Regions from separate parts of the Zea mays genome. Here region 2 is linked to region 1. Evidence: chromatin contacts called from public Hi-C data. All regions are on one chromosome and are shown on one strand. Each heading gives the region's core, a stretch centred on a gene start, on an enhancer-like site or on the middle of the called end of the contact. The rest is flanking DNA. Distances are from core to core; before and after follow the strand shown.

The links. Hi-C and Micro-C count contacts between places; a contact is called where the count stands out from the background.
Region 2: a Hi-C map of ear shows a contact between it and region 1, with 2.4 times the contacts expected there. The contact joins the enhancer-like site here to the promoter of LOC542766 in region 1. A contact is called at or near these places in 2 of 25 Hi-C or Micro-C datasets (ear and leaf).

What each region holds. Positions count from the first base shown.
Region 1 is chr4:635,896-638,852 of Zm-B73-REFERENCE-NAM-5.0, forward strand. It overlaps LOC542766 (c-4 methylsterol oxidase), which reads left to right and starts at 1,477. Exons shown (of 7, transcript NM_001279592.2): 1 at 1,477-1,829; 2 at 2,022-2,159. The coding sequence starts at 1,791.
Region 2 is chr4:1,125,196-1,128,233 of Zm-B73-REFERENCE-NAM-5.0, forward strand. No RefSeq gene overlaps it. Among protein-coding and RNA genes, the nearest start is that of LOC100285388, 13 kb to the right of the region's middle. Within about 2 kb of position 1,671, at least 13 of the 20 cell types and tissues checked have an H3K27ac peak or open chromatin away from gene starts, as enhancers often do. A contact at or near this core is called in ear, where this site is marked.

The DNA.
Region 1 (2,957 bases), core at 227-2,726:
AGTTGTGATTAACTTTGTAAATTTCAGTTTCGCCCTATTCACCCCCCCTCTAGGCGACTTTCAGTAGCTTCTTTTGATATAACATACCTTTTTATTTTTGTGCTTATAGCTTCCTAGCATTCTTATGCTTTTCTAGCAACATTGTCGAATGAAAACATTTTGTGCCTCTGATGTTGGCCTCGACGACACAAAAACATGTATTAAAACTACCACTGCAATTAGAATGGAGATGGAATACACTGATTGGTAAAGTGTCACATTACAAGAATATCTACCAACAAACAATTAACTCAAAATTTAAACTTCAACATCCAAGTGAGTCAGCCAATCTAGTTCACTACCATATCTGAGACACTGAAGATCCAAGGACTGGTGCGAATAACATCTGACATAATGAATCCAAACCTAGCCATTTTACCCTATTGAGTAGAGGTGTAGACAAATGACAAACAAATGCAAGGGTAGTCACTAACCCAATACCTTCTTCATATTCGCCCTCGAGAACTCCCATTTCATGGTCGACTTGTTCTCCGGCAAATCAAGGTGCTGCAAGATCAGGCAAACACAAGTGTAGCGGATCTGAGGAGTGCTCACGTACTTAAGAGCTATGGAGAAGGGCCTGGTGCTGAAGTTAGAGCCCCTAAAGGAGACGGTGGAGTAGCCTACGATAACGATCTATAAGCGAAACTTTCCACAAAGGAGATCGAACAATTATTTTTGGTAAATGGTGGGTGTAGGGTTTGGGCAGAGAAGAGGTCCGACCGAAGACGAATCGAGCGAGAGGTCGATGGCTTTCGATGCTATGTAAGGCCGAGGTGGCGTCGAGGCGCACTTCCGTTGGCATCATGGTGGTGTGGTCGGCTGGGGAGGCGACCAGATGTGGACCTCAGTGGTGATTTGGGGGAGGAGGAAGAAGGTGTGGTGGCCGTGGTCATAGAGGAGCATGTTGTCGTCATGGTTGTCGGAGCCGCAGGTGTCGTGGAGGAAGGTCGTGCCCCACGGCGAGGCGGGCTGGTGGAGCAATTCGAGCACGGACGACAATTGCGAGGTGGGGAGACAATCAGACAAGGACAGCGTGGAAGGGATGGGAGCTGGACACAGTGTGGGGTATGAGAGCTGGACACGAGCTAGCTCAAAGCTCAGTTTAAGGACGAGTTCGCATCTGTGCCTTCGGCACAGCCGGAGCGCGTCGTACGGAGAGCGCTCGAAATCGGGTGAGGTTTTAATAAAGAAGATAGCCCATGTCTGCTTAGGGCCTGTTCGCTTTCCTCTCAGTCCATGTGGATTGAGTGTGATTGGATGTGTTTAAATTCCAAATAAGTCATAATTTTTCATAATTTTTTTAATACCAGCCAATCCATATGTTAGGAATAACCGAACCAGGCTTATTTGAAACACACTTTTTTTGGTTGATTTTGTGGTAACGAAATTTGAAAAGAAAGCATATAGACTGATGAGACGCACGGATTCATGACTAGATTGGAATCCAATTCCAGGGCTACACATGCATCCATGGAATTCATGACTTGCACGCATGTGGCGGCGAGGCAAGTGGCAACGTGAGCGGCGGTACGGCACAAGGCCACGACAGGCCAAAAGAGAGGAGACGGAGCAATGGAATTGGAAGGCCACGAGAGGAGTCTGAGCTCGCCGCTTTAGCGAGCGCAAGCAGAGCCTGCCAAAAGGCTAGAGAAAAAAAAATCCGCCTTCTCCTCCCAGTCGCAGGCCAGGCTCAGCCTCCCCTCTCCCCTCCTCGGCATCTTCGCCGCCGGCGATCTATCTCTCTCACAATGGCGGCGCCCATGTCAGCCATCGACTCAGCGTGGCAGGTACCCCCACCTACTATTCCCCCTCCCTCTCTCTCTCTCTCTCTCTCTCTCTCTCTCTCTCTCTCTCTCTCTCTCTCTCTGCCAATCAATCTCTGCTCCGCTCTCTTCTCTCCCTCCTCATCCCCAGATCTCTGTCTCTCACTGCTGTTCCTCGCCGGGGGAAACGTAACGGGAAAACACAAATGAATGCAGCTCCTGATCGCCAACTTCACCGAGTTCCAGCTCGCCACCGTCGTCACCTTCCTGCTCCACGAGACCGTCTTCTTCCTCTCCGGCCTCCCCTCCCTCCTCTTCGAGCGCTTCGGACTCTTCGCCAAGTACAAGATCCAGGTACCCCCATCCCCATGCTTCTTTTTTTTCTTGTCCTTTTCCTTTTGAGCCAGTGCCCACTGCCGCTGCTAATCTGAAAGAGTAACATGCCCGATTTGATCCATTCACCTCTCGGCCCGTCAATTGTCTGTCAGTCGCCCAGCCTGCGTCCATTAATGGATGGATCTTCTTGTCTCCTCAAATCATATACTAGTAGGAATCAAAAGGTTACACAACTTCGCTCGGAAAGAGTAGGAGTAGGAGGAACAAACAGCAAATAAATGGGACGATAGGGCTCCCAGACTGGGCAAATCGAGGTGACACTTTCCTCTTCCGCTTAACCCACCCACCGTGGAGGAGGATCCAGTGATAACTGTTTTCGCTACCCACTGTGACCACATAAAGACATGGAAAGATGAACATAGAGTCGCCGTCCTTTCCCTTTCAGTTTCCCTTTTTCCCCACAGAAGGGAGAACGGAAATCGGGAGAATTCGTTCCCATTGTCCACGTCTTCGCGATTAACATGTACATTTTTACAGGGAACTGTTGAATATTTGATCTTTACAGCGCTCACCTTGCAATAGTATTGTTTCAGCTGTTCGCACCATGCCATATTAATATTCAGTTAATCTTTTCTATCCAGATCTTATCTAACTTTCTTTAGAATTGAAATTGAGTTGTTCCATAAGAAAACATAGCTACGACCAAGGGTTTGGCTAAATTGGAGATTCAGTGATATTTTGTTCCACTAGATATTCTGGTTCTTTCATCGGATTGCAATGCCTAGATTCCCATGTGAAGCAGAACATGCATGCTAT
Region 2 (3,038 bases), core at 421-2,920, 490 kb after region 1:
GATGGGGTAATCGAATCGTTGTCCTCTCCCACTCTGTCTCAGGTGCGAGCAAGGAGCACGAGATCGAGCCCAGCCATACGACCTCGGCAAAACAGCTCACATCATCGGATACAACAACTCCAGGTTAGTGCTTCTGTAACTCGTCATTTCTTGAGTTATATACCTTCTCTTTGAGTTATTATAACATTGGGGTGAAATATTACAGGCCCAGATAGAAGAAGAGAGGAGGGAACGACAGGAGATGGAGGCGAGGATGATAGCAGAGCGAGAGGCCCGCTTGGCAGACCAGCAGAGGATGGCGGAGATGTTCCAGTACATGCAGAGCCTTGGTGCCGCACATGGTTTTGCTCCACAACTTCTGTTGTTCCCTCCAGTTGACCCTGCTCAGTTCTACACTCCCGTGAGTATCAAAATTCTAGTCCTACATGATATATATTCATCTAGTATAACACATGTAATCTCTTATCTGTGTAGAGACAATCTGGGCGGCATCCAACAACCCTCATGATCGTCCAGCCCATCGCCGCACCAGTCCAACCACCCACCTCGCTGAGATACTTTGTGCACATGATCTTATCTTTGTTAGTGTTGTTAATACTTTGTGAGATAACTTGGTCTAAACTTGTTGATGTTGGTATTGCTTTGTGAGATACTTCAGACTTATGTTCTTGAGTGTTGGAGACTTATGTTTGGGTTCAAACTTGTTTGATTTATGAGATTTATGGTCTTTGTGAGATATGTGATGTATATGTGATTATTATGTGATATATGTGATGTATATATGATAATGTCTTTTGTTTGTTTGGATGGAATAGCAAAAACAAATAAAAAAGAGGTATTTTACCGAGTGTCAAGGTCATAGCAAACGACAAAGAAGGCACAACTGAGCACCGATAAAGCTTCTTTGCCAAGTGTTGTGTTGTTGGCACTCGACAAAGAAGCAAGATTTGCCGAGTGTCTCCTAGTGCACTTGGCAAAGGAACTGACGAAGGAGCCCACTGGTGATCCCTTTTCCGAGTGCTAGTCTGTCGGGCATAAGGCAAAGAAGTAATCTTTGTCGAGCGCCACCTAATACGCTCGGCAAAGGAACTGGTAAAGGGGCCCACCAGGGGCTTTTTGTCTAGTGTCAGTACGGTGGACACTCGGCAAAGAGTGGGCATGTGCTGAGTGCCGCTCGGCTGGCATTCGGCACAGGATCTGACACCGTCACTTGGCGTCGTGACGGCGACATTTTTTTGCCGAGTAACGAGTGGTACGCCGAGTGCCCGATAAAAAGTACTCGGCAAAAAAGCTGTTGCCGATGTATAGTTCACCGAGCCTTCTTTGCCGAGTGTTCGCCGATTGTTTTTCAGGCTTTGCCGAGTGCTTAAGACACTCGACAAAGCAGATGTTTCCGGTAGTAAATAATTAACACTTTAGATAAGAATATAATATGGGCTAATGTTTGTGCATATTTTTTTTACAGAGGGTGTATTACATCTCGTACGTCCAGATGGATCGATGGAGCTAGCTGAGCTGCGCACATGAACGATCATTCTCACGTTCCATCATATCATGCATCATGCTAGCTGCCTTGCTATTGTAAAGCAGCTTTCAGTTCAGAGTACACACGTACGTAGTCCTCCAGTATAGTAGTGTAGGGTCCATCTATAATATATATCGCTGTGGATCGGAGTACATGGTCACAGTGGTGACGGATGGATGTATGTATGCATGTGTGACAGAGGATGAGACAAGCAAGCAAGAATCTTTGCTGGCTCATGTGATATGATCCAGCCAGCAGCAGCTAGCACTCTGATCGATTAAGAAACTACAGCCGGCCAGTACGTACTGAATGCGATCGTCAGTAGTGTGCATGCAAAGCTATACATCAAACAGTGCATGCATGCTAGCTAGCTATATATATGTATCAACGAACGAATGGAAACAAACAACAGCGGGGCTGCAGATCGATCAATATCTACATGCCATGCCATCAGGCAAGCATCCACAGCACTAGCTAGCTATCTGAGAAGGAAGGAATCTCAGATCGATCAAAGGATGCATGCAGTCAGTCGTCGTCTTGCTTACTACGCAACAGCTAGCGCAGCAAGCAGAAGGGAATATATATTATGCATGCGCCGGCCTGTATGGTGACGTACGTACGTCAGTCACTGCTGCATAAACAGATCGAGCTAGCAGGTTAAATATTGTACTTATATATAGATTATTAGGCAATCAAGCACTATCACTCTAGCAGAAAGCAAGGACGACCAAAGGCAGCAGGTAATTAAGGACAACACAAGAGACAGAATTTCTTGAATGGATTAATGGATGTTTATAGTTCAGCTAGTGTCGCTGCAGATGATCAGCATCAATCAGTACATAAACATATATATATGTAGCTACCTATCTGTATAGCCAGTCACATGCATATGGAGGCATTCGATCGGGCAAAGTGACAAACACACATGGCACAAGCATCAGCTTTACTATTATGATCCCAGCGACTAGTTGCATTGCTAGCTAGATATATAGCAGTCCATATGCCTACATCGACCAAGCACGGCCAGACACTAATTAATAATAAGCATCTAGATGATCAACTTCATTCTCTATTGAATAGACCCTATCTGGGAGTGCTTACTGTGCAACCAGTGTATATATATCTATATATAAAGGAGTAGTAAAACAAATGGCTATGCCGGTAAATAAAATATTATGGAAGATCATTTGACCTCTACAAGTCAAGATATTTTCCTGCATCGTATTAAAAGAGGCGATTCGAACAAAAGTGATAATTAATTTGTGTTAGACACTATCGGAAACAGCTGCTTTGACGAGTGTCTAAAGCACTCGGCAAAGCCTGGAAAACACTCGACGAAGCCTTTGCCGAGTGTGACACTCGGCAAACAAGTCAAGATATTTTCCTGCATCGTATTAAAAGAGGCGATTCGAACAAAAGTGATAATTAATTTGTGTTAGACACTATCGGAAACAGCTGCTTTGACGAGTGTCTAAAGCACTCGGCAAAGCCTGGAAAACACTCGACGAAGCCT